2 separate regions of the Anas platyrhynchos genome follow, and region 1 is linked to region 2. Evidence: chromatin contacts called from public Hi-C data. All regions are on one chromosome and are shown on one strand. The core of a region is the stretch at or near the end of the contact, and the rest is flanking DNA. Distances in the headings are between cores, read along the strand shown.

Region 1 (7,737 bases), core at 2,211-4,710, 220 kb before region 2:
ATGCAGATCATAACAAGTGCTCCCTGTCATCCTCAGTTCCTAAACCAGGAGGAGTGAGCCTGCAGACCTTGTGGGTTTTTGAGACAGCCTTTCTGAATCATTTTGACACACCATGCCATCTTTTTCCATCTAAGACTTCTAAGAAGGCTGCGCCCTCTCCTGACAGTTTAGGACTTAGCAGTAGTGACTCATAAAGCTGGTTTGCTGTGGATAACCAGTTGAGACCTTGGAGTTATCAAGACCAGTCCCACTTCAACTAAAACCTTTACTGCACTACGTAAGAGGGGCTTCGCACTGAGATGGATATCTCAAGATTACAGCGTTTTTTCATAATGTTGTCAGAATAGAAATAACATGGAAGTATAAGACAAAAAAAGGAAACAAGTTCAAAATGTTTGAAGATTTTTAGAACGCTACTCTAGAACAGTCTTCAAATAACACAGTGTCTGTAATCCATGCAATTCTGCGAAGGAAACGTTCATGTGTTGAAAATATAACCTTGAATAGGGTTGTAACTCGTGTTGAAAATATAACCTTGAATAGGGTTGTAACTCGTTGATTCCACTTCATAGAACAAATACATAACACGGCTAATGCTATTATAAAGAGTCAGTCTGCCTTCGTCAGCAAATGTAATCCCCTTCAACCAGCAAAGCTTACGCAGGAATGACTAAAAAAAAAAAATCCCACACATCTTGTCAATCATTCAGGCTACGCCTAAGTGAAGATCACCTTCACTTTTTCATGTAGGACACTTACCTCTCATCTGATCCTGCATTAAAGTTAAATGAATTTTACAGACTCACAACTGCATACTGATTAAAGCTTCTGATCCTAGAAACTACTGAACACCACCAAGAGAAGGAAATTTCCCTCTGGTCAAACTGGCAGGGACCATTTGGAAGGATTTTCTGCCTTTCTTTGTAACTTAGGATATGACTCACTTCCTCAAACCATCCGGGAATTTTACTTAACCATTTTCCTTCTATTCTAGGACCTAATTACTGACGCTGCTGATCTTTCTGGCTCTCTTCCTGTGGTACATGGTTGGGCTTGTGGCTCTTCCACACAAGAGCTTTGCATTTGTTTTAGGGTGCAGGGGCTCAGGTTGCTGCCTGGGTTGTTTAGAAGGCTGTGTGTTTATCCAATATGTTCATTCATATCATTGATGCCTCAGTTGTAGAAGATAATAATAAAATTAGCTCCTCTAATTATGTTATTTACAATATTGCCACAGGGGTGGGTAACACACACAGCCAATGACCATTATATAAACACGGCTGGTACAGGAAAAGATGCTCCATGGACTAACAGCACACTCTGAGGTATATTTTGGGGCTTTAGAACTTAATGGCTGTTGCCAGATATGGGAAAAAATTACCTAATTTGTCTGGTGCTTTACAACTAAGTATTTCACTTCTTTTACAGATTTTTCTCTTCACCCATACAATCGTAAACCACATTTTACACTGGGTGAAGGTCAAAGTTCTTTGATAGCTAAATTGCCTACCTTCCAGTCCCCTCATTGCTTCTCCTCCTCTCCTGCCAGGTCAGCACAAGCTTTACACTGCATTTCTCACACTAAGCTGGAAAAAAAGAAAACAGCCACCAGGTGGCGAAATGTAACACTCACCCAGCCTCATTAATAGTCGCTTATGATTATCTTAAGCTATTGTAACAGGACTCCTAATGTAATTGAAATATTGTATTAACAATATAATTTTCCCATGCTTCCCAGAGGCCTTATATGTCTTATTAAATTAGTAGATTAATTATAATTACTCTTAAAAAGCATTTGAGGCATTTTTATTCACAAACCCATCTCAAACACGAAGAGTCATACGTACAACCCTGTTTTAAGCCTACCTCAGAAAAATTACTGTGTCTAAATATATGCTTAAGCCTCCATAGGAACAAAGTTTTATTATTACGCTTTGATTGCTATTTTATTATTGTAATTTGTCAGCGTGTTGTAACCACTGTAGTGTTCAGTTTGCTACTGTCAAGGGATGTATATCAGGCTTCGCACATTATTTAAAACCTTGTTTTGCATTTTAAAATACTTGGTGTTTGCAGTTTTGACAATACTTACCAATACAGTGTAAACAGGCATTAGGAATGGAAAAAAGCATAAGAAAAAACACACAGAAGTATGCATGTGGTATTTCTCATGATTTTTATTAGTGGTTTTGCTGTTAACGTTCTTTCATCTATGAGATCAAATCATTGTCTGCTTGTGCTCCTTGGGGAAAAGGGCACATAAAAAAAATATAAAAACCACAGTATCCCCCTGTGTGCTTTCTTGACAGTCTTTCTACCCCTTTTGACTGAATTTGCACAGTAAACAAGTGAACTAAACCACAAAAATACAACCTTGAGAAACCCAGTTCAACTAAAGGAAGATTTGACTAGAGTTGCACTTGAAACTAGCCTATGCACAGACCTTCTCTATTAAATGGAGACACTTATGAATCTCATTTCCCAGAAACAAATTTGTACCAAGCTACACTTTGAAGGAGGCAACTCTGGCAGCCCCCAGTGCTTACGAACTGAGGTTTCAGCTTGACGCAGGCAGGCCCTCAGGGACTCCACGAGGATTAAGTGGTTTGTAAGCTCTGAAGTTCAAGAAGTTTGCCCCCTGGTCACGCAGAGACATAAAAGGTGGAATAGCGATCCTGCTGTCTGTTCCAGAGGTGGATTTGGAAACAGGATTGTGGGATCATATACATGGGATCAGACTACTTCCCCCTAAACTTCAAAGGGGCAAAATTTTGCAATCAACGATTTCCTATGCAGGAATGTTATCCTAACCCTCAAGAATCAGAAATGAAGCCACCTCATAACACAGGCAAAACCAAAATCTCTTCAAGAGATTTTGAGAAGAGATGCTCTGAGCCCTCACCGAGTCCTCACACCAGGGGCACCCATCCTCTGCAGCGCTGCTCCCACTGCGAAGCACTGTCCTCTCTCAGCTCTCCTCCTGCCACTTTCCTCGCTGAAACACTCCGACAGATTCTCCCCGATTCCTCAGCTCTATTTTGGGGGTTCTTTTTTTATGTTCCCACCGGTTTGCCGGACCTCTCCGCGGAGAAACTCCCTCACGGCCCCGAGCCCCCTCACCGCGGCAGCCGTGAGGGCAGGGCACGGCTCCTGACAGGATTCCCGGCTCCGCACCCGAGCAGCCTCCCTCAGGCTCCACCTTGCGCAGCCACAGGGCACCTCTTAAAAAAAAATAAGACTTAAATCCCTCACATTCACTAGGTGAGAGCACGGAAAGCACCGCAACACGGGGCTCGCAGCTGCAGACCCCAGCCCGCTCCCTGAGGCACCAGAGGGGCTGTGCAGACTGGGGGAGACCCGAGGGTCCGTGGAAGTTGTCGGGGAGCCGTTATGCGGAAATAACGGCCGCCAGGAGAAAAGAAAAAAAAAAAAAAAAAAAGGAAAAAAAAACCCGCTGCCCTCACTCAACATGTCGGCCACGGCTTCACCTCCCTGCCAGCCGCTCCCCCGCCTCACCCCTCGTCCAAGATGGCCGCCCTGCCGCGGTAGGGGAGGCTTGCCAGCACTCAAGATGGCGGCCGCGCAGCAGCGCCGCCGTTTCCCTTAGCGGAGCAGCCGCCACCACCGCAGCATTGCTCGCCCGCTCGTCGTTTATTTATCCGCCTCGCCCGCCCCGGCGCTGCCCGCCTCTCCGGCCGCCGCTGGGAGCGACGGGGGCGGCGGCTGTGCGGGGCCAAGTGGGCGGCGGCAGCGGGGCAGGAGGCGGTGGCCGCCGGGAGGGGGCCGGGCTGCCGCGACGCGGTTCCTGTCGCCGTGACATGGGTTCCCCCTCGATGGCGGCTGCCGCGGGAGGCCTCAGATAACCGGCCGCGTCCCCTCTCCCCTTACCCCACCGCAGCCATGCCCGCCCGGGCCCCGCCGCCCCCCGCGCAGCCCTCAGGTAAGAGGCGGCGCCGCCGCCGCAGCCGCGGTCCCCTCGCCTCGGCGGGTCGCCCAGCTGGGGGGCGGCCGGTTTCCTCCGGGCCTCGGCCGGGGAAGGGCACCCCATACCCCGCGGCAGCGAGCGGGGGATCCCCAGGGCTTGTCCTGCCTCGCCCGGGCCCTGCGAGGGGATCTCCTCTCCGCCCTTCCTCCCTCCCTTCCTCCCTCCCTCCCTCCAGCCGCGCCCGGCGGAGGCTGAGGTGAAAATCCCCGCAGCGGCCAGGGGTCGGACCTCAGCCCTCGGCTTTGTCCCTTGGAGAGCCCCCCGGGGACGTGGGGACAGCCCCAAGGGCCCCAAGGGCCGGGCACGATCGTGAGGTGGCGGCTGAGGGCCGAGGGCTGGGGCCGCCCTGCGAGAGGGGGGCTCGGGGCGTGTGGTGCGGAGCCACCGCTGGGGCTGGCCCCGGGGCTTGGTTTCTGCTGCTCTGCCTCGCCTCAGAGGGGCAGGAGCTGCGTTCGGGCGAAGATGACACTCCAAAAAAAAAGTTATGTGGTGGGTCGGGTGTTATTCCTCAATGTAACGCCGTTCTGAATATCAGCAAAAACGTTAAAGCGCGTATTAAGTGCTGAAATGCATACTGAGCACTGACGCTTCAGTTTGTTGTTGTACGTGGCGATCCAACAAACCCAAATATTCTTCTTAGAGAAGAACAGTTTCTTAAACGAAGGGTTAAGCCCTAGCATTCCTTCAGAGTGTCACTGAGTTGGTTTCTTGGTGGTGGCAGCCCCTTTCGTCCAGCTTCAGCGCCCTGCACAGAAATCGAAACTTTGGGAAGTTTGCTGCTCCATTTGAAGTAAACATCTGCTCGTAAATGAACTGAGGTACCACAAAAAACTTCATTAACAGGAGCTGTACCGCCTTGGTCACATAAGTTTTGTTCCCATGTGTGTTTTATAGCATGATGTGCTGCGTTAGAGCTGATTTCTTCAGCTGCCGAGTTCATGGCAAAGTGAGTTTGATGGAAGTTGGTTTTTTAACTGGGCTGGTCCTTAGAGGTTGAACGTAATTAAAAGTATTTCCTTCTTGTTTTATTCTCTGGACGTATGAACTAGACTCGGAAAACCAATTAGCCTACTTTAAGCCTAAAAACATTAGGTTGTATTGTCAGCGCAGACAGAAGTCTGTAGGCACGCTCATAATGCAGTTGGAGATGTATCTGGAGGAATAGCGTGTTAATTGGGAGAGCCAGGGGAAGAGCTGAAGTACCCATGACTGATAAGTTTATTTTATTTTATTTTTTCAGGAAATCTCTCTATCACGTAGGTGAAAATTAATAGCATAAACTTGAGGATATGAGAATTGAAACTTAAATACGAATTAGCTGCATAGGAAAGAGACTTCAGAGAACGTGATATGTTGTGGTGTTTCCTTTCCACATGATGTTTTGAATAAAATACGTGTTGTGTGACCTTCTAAGGTCATGTGAAAGCATGACCTCTCCTTTTGACTTCCTTAATTTGTTTATAAGTAAACAATTGAAGGATCTCAGCCTGAATATAGCAATTTGTGCTATCCAGTACTTCTGTTTATTTTTTTGCCATGATCATGGTTTCATTTAGCACAGGATTTCATAGATCTATAAAAATTTAGACTTATTTGCAGTCAATTGTATTTCTTACATATTTATTTTGATTGAGGCAGCATGTGATTTCATGTTTGTAAGTAACCATCAAGAAATGCTTTACTAACTTAAGTTAATGTCAGCATTTTAACACCCTAGTTGCATGAAAAACCCCTGAAACTCTTCAGCACTTTCAGAAGACTTGTCTTTCACAGTGGAAATAATAAACCAGCTTAGACAGACTTCAGCCAACTCTTTGCCCTTGCCTCTTGAAATATTCATAGAGCTCTCCGTGCAGAAATGTACTGGTATCAGTTGGAAAACCAGTGGTAAAGAAACCTGTGCTAGATCTGGTTGTTTGCACGATACTCAGCAGCATAATCATCTTTGAGATACTCATTATCTTTTTCTACAGACTGTTCATTCCTTTCTGTGCTATTGTAGTGTCTGACAACTTAAACTATGTCTTTGTGAATGTTTTACTGCAATGACATGCTAACCTTTTCATGGGGATTCAAAATACTCATTTATGATTTTTCTGGATAGTCCTCTTTGGAAAAGTGCCTCTCTCAGATCCTACTCGTCGGTAGGTTTCACAGATTTTTACTTCAAGCTGCTCCTATGTACACACACACACAAAAGTCTTGAAATGTGCCGTGTTTGAAAACTGACAGTCTCATTTCCAGCAGACTTTGTTCTGTGCTAATGTCTGTAGCAATTAAAGTTTTGGATTGTCACTGCAAGGAATGTTTCTGTATGGGCACCAATTGCAAGGTGAGTTAATGAGTCTGTTTCTGTAAGGGAAGTAATTTGTGTTCGTGTTCTTTTTCTTTAAAAAATCCAAGAGTCATTTGGAAGAACCACAAGGAAGGGAAATCTTCACCTACCTTTAGTATGTTTGAAAGTAGGTACTGGGGAAAGGAAAGATGAAACCTCAGGGTCATATGTCTGTTGAAAGATGATGCAAAATAGATCCTATTCTTTGCAGTATTAGGTGTCCCTGGTTTATTGTGAATGTTTCTTAATATTCTTAGTACAGCAATATCTGTGGGTGGGATAAATGCTGAATAATGTGAGTGAGTTCTTGATAAGTGTGTTTAACTTCCTTCGGTCAGGTACATTTTTGCTTTGTTTTTCTCACCTGCTTCTTTGCACGTTGAAGAAAATACTGGTTCACTTAAAAGCAAGCGAGAGTTTGCAGTAATGGAGGGAAAAACTAGAGTTGTTTTGCTTGTGCTAGCATATTTCCTCTGGCGAGCTTTGTGAGACCCTTTCCTTTAAGAATGCACCTCGAGGCAGTTGTAGGCTGCTCTTTACTTTAGTGTACGTGAGGTTTGAGTGCACTGGAGAACATACTGCTCTGTAAATAAACCTCTAAGAAGAGTTGACCTTAGGTAATTTAGTTCTAATACTTTCTAATCCAGCACCTTTTCATCTTCATTTAGAACAGGTTCCCAAATAACACGTTTCAGGGTAACACCCCCAAATGCATTTTCTCGCAGAGTTGAACGCTGCTGTAAAATGAACTGAAGAAATGTTAAGAATGAAAGCATCCTGGTTATGCATTCCTTACGCAATCTCTCGCTTCATGCATTGTTTGGATGTGTGCAGTAGGTTACGCACAAATGCAGTGTTCCCACAGAGCCAGATCTTAAACCTGGTTGACTTTCCCAGCCAAGCGTGTTTGCCTACATGAGTTTAAAACCGTGCTTGTTCTTATAACATCTTCCCCAATGTCTGTGCACAGATTTAGGTACGGTGTCTTTTTCTGCAGCTGTTGAAGCCAGTCAGTTGATTTGCAGTGAAAACATTACGTTTGTTTTGCTCATAGCAATTTTGTAAAAATAACCGGGTCTTTTTGTTTTGGGGAAGTGATGCTATTCTCGGTTAAGAGGAGAGTCATGAACAAACACAACGTTCAGGTTCGTGTTTTTCAGATGTTCCTTGCATTCCATGGCTGAGCATAAATGGAATATGGAGAAGCGAAACAGTGCAGCTAGTGAAAGCATGCATTTGACTGCTTCTGTATAATCTGACAAGTAAGATTTAAAGGAAGAGATCTCAGAGCTAGTTCCATTTCCCATTTGTGCCGCCTAACTTAGTCTTCTCGTATGCGATGAGAGGGAGAGAAGCAGTGGCAAAGAGGTTTGGATCTTATATAGGGTGAATTGTCTGAGGATGCCTTGTGTTTACT
Region 2 (6,942 bases), core at 2,527-5,026:
GCACGTAGAGCAACCACTCCATTCAATGAGTACGTGTGCCATGTGGGTGTGTTGATGCTTGTGAACTTCTCTAACTGTTCCTGTTCTAAAGCAGTGGGTTTGATCCACGTGACTCTGTATCAGCCTTTTTATTATCTACCGAGAACAGATGGATATGCAAAAAGGACCATATTGCTGTGTCTGGGGGGTGTGACCCTGGGGGAGATATTACAGATGTTTACTGTGTAGGGCTCTCCTCGGTGTTAAAATTCTCCCTGCCTGCCTGGGGAGAAGACGGTCCTGTGGTTCAGGTTGAGATGGTTTGCTGCATTAGAAGGGTGACACAATAGGATGCTCTCTCTTTTTCCCTTCTGTCATGGAAATGTATATTTGTTCTCTCTTTGTGTAGCTTCTCAATCTGAAATAAAAATCACCCCAAATAGAATTCATGTTTTGGTCTTTGTTTGGAGAAGACCTGGCTTTTTAGCTGGATCAACGTTTGCCCTAGGTGGCCAGGCCTTTTACTGGACTGGGATCTTGAGCTCCGTGCTGATACCACGACCCGAGCAAACTCTGATTCCACTGGAAATGCCCCTGAATGAAAATTGTGTACCTTGGTGTTTGGGTCCTCTTTGCAAGACCACGACCTTCACTGGCATGCCGATGTCACTGGTTAACTGCCTATCAGTCCATTTACCTCCTTCCCCTGCAGCTCGTGGTGACCTGATGCTAGGTAACATTTCTTCAAGCCGTATGCACAGATACTCAGCTCTAAAGGGTCTTCAGGAAAGCTGGGACTAGTACACAGTTTTTAGAGACGTGCATCATAGTGGGGTACAGGGGCTGACAGACCTGTGGCCTGTTGTGCCAAATGACCAGACTTCATTCTCTGGAGGAGTACTGAGGAGTGGGAGAAATCACGTAGCAAATCCTTTGGGATAGATTGGTATGTTTGGGGAAATTTTGCATTTGGTCCCCATACTCAGTCTGATCAGTGTGATGGTTTCAGAACTGAGGGCCTGGATTTGGAAACAAGTGGTTTTGATACAGCATTTCCATTAAAAGCTTGTATGTAGGGTAGATTTTATACTGAGATGCAGAATATCACAAATCCTGATAAGAATCTACTATATAAGTGTATTTTTGCTAGCTTCAAGCATTAAATTCAGGTCCTGGAACTAAAAAAGAAGGGTGCGAATTCATAAGAATTGCAAGCTCCAGAAGAAAGAAGTGTAATTTGAAGGACCTGTGCATGTGTGATTTACAAATTGTAATGGTATTGTGTTTTGGTATGTTAATTTTATAAATCTATCAATGTGATGTTTTCCAAAAAGCCTATCTGACCTCAGGGTTGTGTCTTTGTCTTCTTGCTTCCCTGCTGAAACCCTAAGGAGATACCTGGAGGAACGCTGCTCAACCAGCAAGCTGCCAGAGGAGTGCTCTCGCACATTAGTTGCTAGCTGTTCAAGTGTCAGCTCTGGATACAGAGATGGCTGCTGCCTGAAACAAGCAGGTTTTCGGAAACTTTCTGAGGTAGGTGGTGATTGTCAGAGCTGTAGTGCCTCACCATTTGAAAGCCATGAACCTTTATGAGACCCATGGAAAAATGTGGAGTGATTGGTTTGTCTTCAATGAGAACCAAGTCAAACACTAGGCTGAGTCCCAGCTGACTCAATCCAGACATTTTTAGAGCTTTAACACTAAACAAAACAGATGAAGTTTTGCATGATATTTCTACCACCACCTGCCAATCTGGCCTCATGCTTTTAAATTTTGAAGTAATTCAATCATTTTTTAAGAAGAGAGCTTTCAGGAAAATGTACTTCACTTTTTCCTTCTAAAAATGAGTGATGGGTTAAAAAGACAGACCACACATTTTAGAAGTTCACACAAAGAAAAACACTTAAAATAAATTTATAACAAAAGCAGCTGCTACTGCTGTAATTGAATATGTAGAGATGAAATCCAATTATGGCCAAGGAGCAGATTAGTTCTTTTATTATTATTATTTTTTTAATCCTCGGCTTGCTTGATTAAGGTAGATATAATTGTAGGGAAGTGCTTTGTGAGTCAGCTAAAAGGTTGAAAGACAACACCATGTTGTTCTGCTATCAAATGACTGGTTTGGGTCTAACAGGTTGCGTGGTACAGCTGTGCTAATAGTCAGGTCACCTTTCAGATATGTGGAGTGATGTTAGGTTGTTGAAAATCAAATCTCTGCTGTCTTCCCATTATGAGCATTCAAGCGAATGTACAAGTACGTTGCACCTCTTGGGAGTCTCGTGTGCTGTGATCTGCATGAAAAGAGCTTGGCAAGTTTACAGCTAACTTGCTGTTCTTGCAAGTTCTTGCATCTTGGATGTGAGAGTAGAGCCACCATGCTAAGGAGGATACCTGTGGTTTTAGACTGGGCAGGAAGGGTAGCAGCTGGAATTTATTTCCACATTTTGAAAGTTATCTCCACGATCGTAAGGGCTGGGTTTGTCAAACTTTATGCCAGAGACCAGACAAATTACAAACTGGCTCTGAAACCTAGGACTGGAGATGCAACACAAAGCCACTCCAGAGTCTTGGGTAACTAGACTTCACCATCTCCACGGGATAGTGATCAGCGATGCTATGTAAATTACTGTAATTACTGTGTCACGAAAACTCGTACACAATCAGGCAGATCTGGATTCTCTTCACTGTGGTATGCTACAATATAATTAGATGGAGATGCCCACAGCTACCAGAGGTTGAGGGAGGCCTCCAAATATTCAGAACTCAAAGCTTGCAAACTGAGCAGGTTCCAACCAACAGCAACAGAGCCGTTGAGATTAAACATTGCTTCCCTGGTACTGTAACATTAATTAGCTCAAGTAATTTGGCTCACTGAGCTTCCTTAAGGTATGGGGCTTTATCCTTTCAGCAGTACCATTCCTGCTGTGTTAGGAAACCGGTGTAGCCAAACTCAGAATAAGATCTTATAGAAGGGGAATATAGTATTTATTTAAAGAATTTGTATGTAAGCCAATTTTACCCGCTCACACTCATTCTTTTATAGATTTCACTTATTCACACTCACAAGCCACGAAATGTGTGTCCGAGTGGTCTGGTCCCAATCACCTGAGTGCCACATAAGCAAAATAGGATGGTGCCTGTCAAATCTTCACTAAATCTCCTACTTTTTGGAGAGTTCTTTAATAGTCGTTAAGAATTGTTGGGTTTTGGCGGTCCTGTGCTGCAGCCTCTCTTCCTGCTGGGCTGCCAAGAGAAGGAATAGGAGATGTGGAATGCTGTGACCCTGATGCCATCCTCCTATTATCAGAGAGCAGGGTCTTCTTTGAACAAGTCGACTGTGCTATGGTCTTAGTTGTGTGCAGGCCTTCTGGGCCTGGCAAAAAAAAAAACAAAGGCCAAACCTTTTGCTAGGCATGGCATCATTTGCTATGACTCCAAGCCATTCTTCAAACCACTGCTTTGCTATTGTGATGCTTACATTAACTAATTTTAAATTTATACCAAACCATCTATTTCTTTTACAAAGCTCCATGCTGATGATTGGTTCGTGCAGATCACAGCTCTGGTTTTGAAGAGTCTCTGAGTTCTGCTCAGGACAACATACAAATAACAATACAATACAACCCTGGAATTAGAATGAAAAAGAAATCCCCCAAGTTCTCCATCAAAAGCAGTGGTAAAATCTCACACTTAAAAAGTCAAATTAGTCCCAATTATTCACTGTCCCTTATAATTTATATTGACTGGCAGCTGCCACCACCTCCTGACCGCTTGGCTCATATTTATTCCACAGCAACGCATCACCTTCATCCAACAAGAGGAAAGTCAGAGCATTTCCCATTAATCCCCACCTGCACAACAGCACCGAGCCTTGATCTGCGCTGCCTGGGTGTTTCAGAGGGACGACAATGCTGCCTCGGCCTGGACAGAGGTAAGGAGATGCTTTGGGAGAAGGTGGAAACTAGAAACACCTGCCTTTAGGGCTGGATTGCCTGTTGCTGGCAGTGAAGCCAGGATGTTTATGGTGTGATGGGTACATCGTGTGGCCAGAAAGGAGAAGTGCAGTTTCTACTTGGCCTTTTTCTAGGGCTAAATCCTTCCATTCTGTCCAGCTGAGCAACTAAGTGGTAAAGAACTGAAGTTGTCCAGCTGCTAACAGTACATTTCATTTCCCTGCACTCCAATGTTGACACTAAAATAGGTATCACTCTGTTTTTTCTCTATTCTTAATTAATCCTGCTTTGCATGTTTTATTTTGTGAGCTGCTTTGTGTTCCCTTAAGTCAAATTTTCTGGTGTTCCTGCAAAATTAGGAAGGAGAAGCAGCAGCTACCTTTTTTTAGGAAAGCCTTAGTAACACTGCAGTAGTGGTTTTTATCTAAATGTTTTACGTGATCTAAATGTATGGGTAAGGGAAGGTTTCTAGGCTTTTGGTGATTTTTTTCTAACTAAAAAGAAGCTAAAGCAACATGGCTGAAATGAAGCTGCTTACTCAGACGTTACTAGAGTAAATGTGCAGCTGAGGGACTGGATTCCCCAGGTGCCTACCATATGGCTGTAAGTATTTGATTAACGACAACCGTTTTAGAACAGAAAACCTGTGGGTCCCACCTGGAAGAAAAGGTCTGGGAACGGGGAGGAGGGCAGGGCTGAAATTCAGAGCAACATCAGAAGAATTGGCAGAGGGTCTGGAAAAGAGAGGATCTAAAGAATTAATCTAGATGAGAATAACGAACTGCACAAATACTGTTGGGAAGCGGTGGATTAAGGAGCCGGATCAGGAAGTTACGGGCAGTTTGAAGCATGAGTCAAGTGCCCTGCTCTGTGAATAATCAGGTAGCATACCAGGATGTGTAAACAGGAACCCAGCCTGGAGAACCACACTAAATTTGCCTTATCATAGCCAGGCCTGTGCTGGAGTTTGGGGCAAGGTTTAGGTTTTGAGTTTCAAAGAAGCGTGACCTAGGGAGAGTGAATCAAGAGAACAAGGGGAATGGGTCCAAGACATGGAAATGCAGACATCTGGGAGTAAAAAGGGTTGTTAACCCCAGGAAGAAAAGGATCTCTCCCAGTCCTGTGAGACCAAACAATTTAGGAACATGTCTGGCAGCAGGTACACCCACAGCACAGCTCAGGCAGGGACCGAAGGACTGAAGGACTAAAGAAAGGGTGAGTACAAATTAAAGTGAGGAAGGCCTACGTGAAACCTTCTGAAAGGAACTTTAATAATACAACAGGGGGTTTTGCTGTCTCTTTGAGGTGACAAGCAAACAGAGCCTGTCCTGGCCTGTTGCCCAAATGGGCTGGCACCTCCAAAGGTGTCCGAGTGCCGATGCCAGGGCTAATAGCAAAACGCACGAGCACATCACCACTGCTGGGCTGCTAGCACCTTGCGGAGAGGGGTCGGAGCAGTTCTGTGCCCAGATGGCTCCTGCCCATGAGCACGGGTCGGAGTTTGCCTACAAACCTGTCCTGAAGGAGCGAGGAATGCGGTGCTACCAGGTTACAACACAGCGATGTTGCAACTCAGTGCCTGAGCTGTTCTAACAGGGGGATAAGGTCAGTCACCTCCACGCTGCCAGCAGAACCAGGGAAGACTTGTGGCAGCTCCTTCCCACTGCAAGACAGGCTGGTGAACTGATGTGTTACACCTAACATTCACTCTGTGGCTCTTAAAGGTGGCAAAGCGCTTCTGACTGCTCTTTCTTCCCCCTGCAGCACTATTAATATCCCTATAACGGACAACACGGAGACTGCCATCCCAGCTTCCCAGAGCACAGAAGCAGTGCTTTCAGGTCTGATTGTGGCACTCAAGCCCTGCTTTGTGCTGTAGGCACGGGGATTGCCCCTCGAGTGCCAGCACCCGCAGAATGGGTTAAATAAATCCTTTCCCTTCACTGCAGAGACTTTGCTGCACAAGGTCCTGAGCTCCCGGAGCAGCAGGAAAACGCCTGCCCTGGCGCTCACCAACCCTGAGCAGCCTGGGGTAGGGGCTTGGCTGGATTTGGCAGCAGGATATGGGCGGGAGAGCAGGGTCCGCTCCCTCCCAGCCCTGCCCTGCAGCAGCCCCAAAACGAAGAAAGGGGAGGAGGAGGAGGGGGGGGTTCTCCGGTAGGGGAGGGGGGAGCACGCCCCGCTCCCATTGGCCGCCGGCTCGCCCCGCTCCCATTGTGACGCAACTCCTCGCGCTCCCATTGGCTAAGACGCGGGGGAAGGGGGCGCGGCGCCGGGGCCGGGGGAGAGCGGGGGCGCCGGGGCCGCTGCTCGGTAGGTGCGGGCCGGGCACGGGGTGCGGGGCTTGGGGGGGGGCCTGGGGGGGCTCCGGGGGGCTCCGTGAGCCCAGGGGGGTGTCCGCGGGGAGAAGAGGGCGGGTTCTGCTGTTTTGGCCCCTCTCCGTTACAGGTAGCGGTGTTGCAGCTGCGGTTGCTGCGTTAGCAGGGCATGCTTCGGCGGGTCCCGCTGCTCTCCCCCTTTTTGGGGGGGTTAAAGCACAACTCCGAGTATTTCTTTTTAGCCGTAGAAGGGCTTTTTGGGAGAAAAGCGTGCCAGAAAAAAAGGAAAACAGTAATAAAAAGGAAATCCTGCAGGCCCAAAAAGCAGTGTTGGTGTGGGTGTGATCCCAAAACAGCAAAAAACTGCCCGCAGTGTGTGTGACCCCAAACCAAAAGCAGTGCCCGCAGTGTGCGTGACCCCAAATTGTGGTTTGGGGTGCCCCGCTGAACAGGACCCCAGGACGGAAGCTCCGGCCACGTCGCCGCTTTTGTTGCAGCCCGTGGGCCGAGCGCTGGCGGTGGGACGCGGTGGGTTGGGGCACAGCCCTTGTTTTCCACCAACTTCGGTGGCGACTTTTTGGCAGGCAGCTTCCTCTTGACAACGGGGAAAAGTCGAGGGATCGGTTTCCGGAGAGATCCCGTTACTCCTTCTGGACGTGCCCCCCCTGAGGTGAATGAAAAGCTTTTTG

The links. A called contact is a pair of places that touch in the nucleus more often than the background predicts.
Region 1: a contact with region 2 is called in a Hi-C map of subcutaneous adipose tissue, with 2.6 times the contacts expected there. The contact joins the promoter of LOC101793288 here to the promoter of CEP68 in region 2. A contact is called at or near these places in 3 of 8 Hi-C or Micro-C datasets (liver, skeletal muscle and subcutaneous adipose tissue).

What each region holds. Positions count from the first base shown.
Region 1 is chr3:13,243,490-13,251,226 of IASCAAS_PekinDuck_T2T, reverse strand. LOC101793288 reads right to left here and starts at 3,460. Exons shown (of 26, transcript XR_011808005.1): 1 at 2,903-3,460; 2 at 1,511-1,586. It overlaps AFTPH (aftiphilin), which reads left to right and starts at 3,773. Exons shown (of 8, transcript XR_003496100.3): 1 at 3,773-3,940.
Region 2 is chr3:13,023,464-13,030,405 of IASCAAS_PekinDuck_T2T, reverse strand. It overlaps CEP68 (centrosomal protein 68), which reads left to right and starts at 3,776. Exons shown (of 7, transcript XM_072035310.1): 1 at 3,776-3,913. SLC1A4 (solute carrier family 1 member 4) reads left to right here. Exons shown (of 8, transcript XM_005018152.6): 8 at 1-424.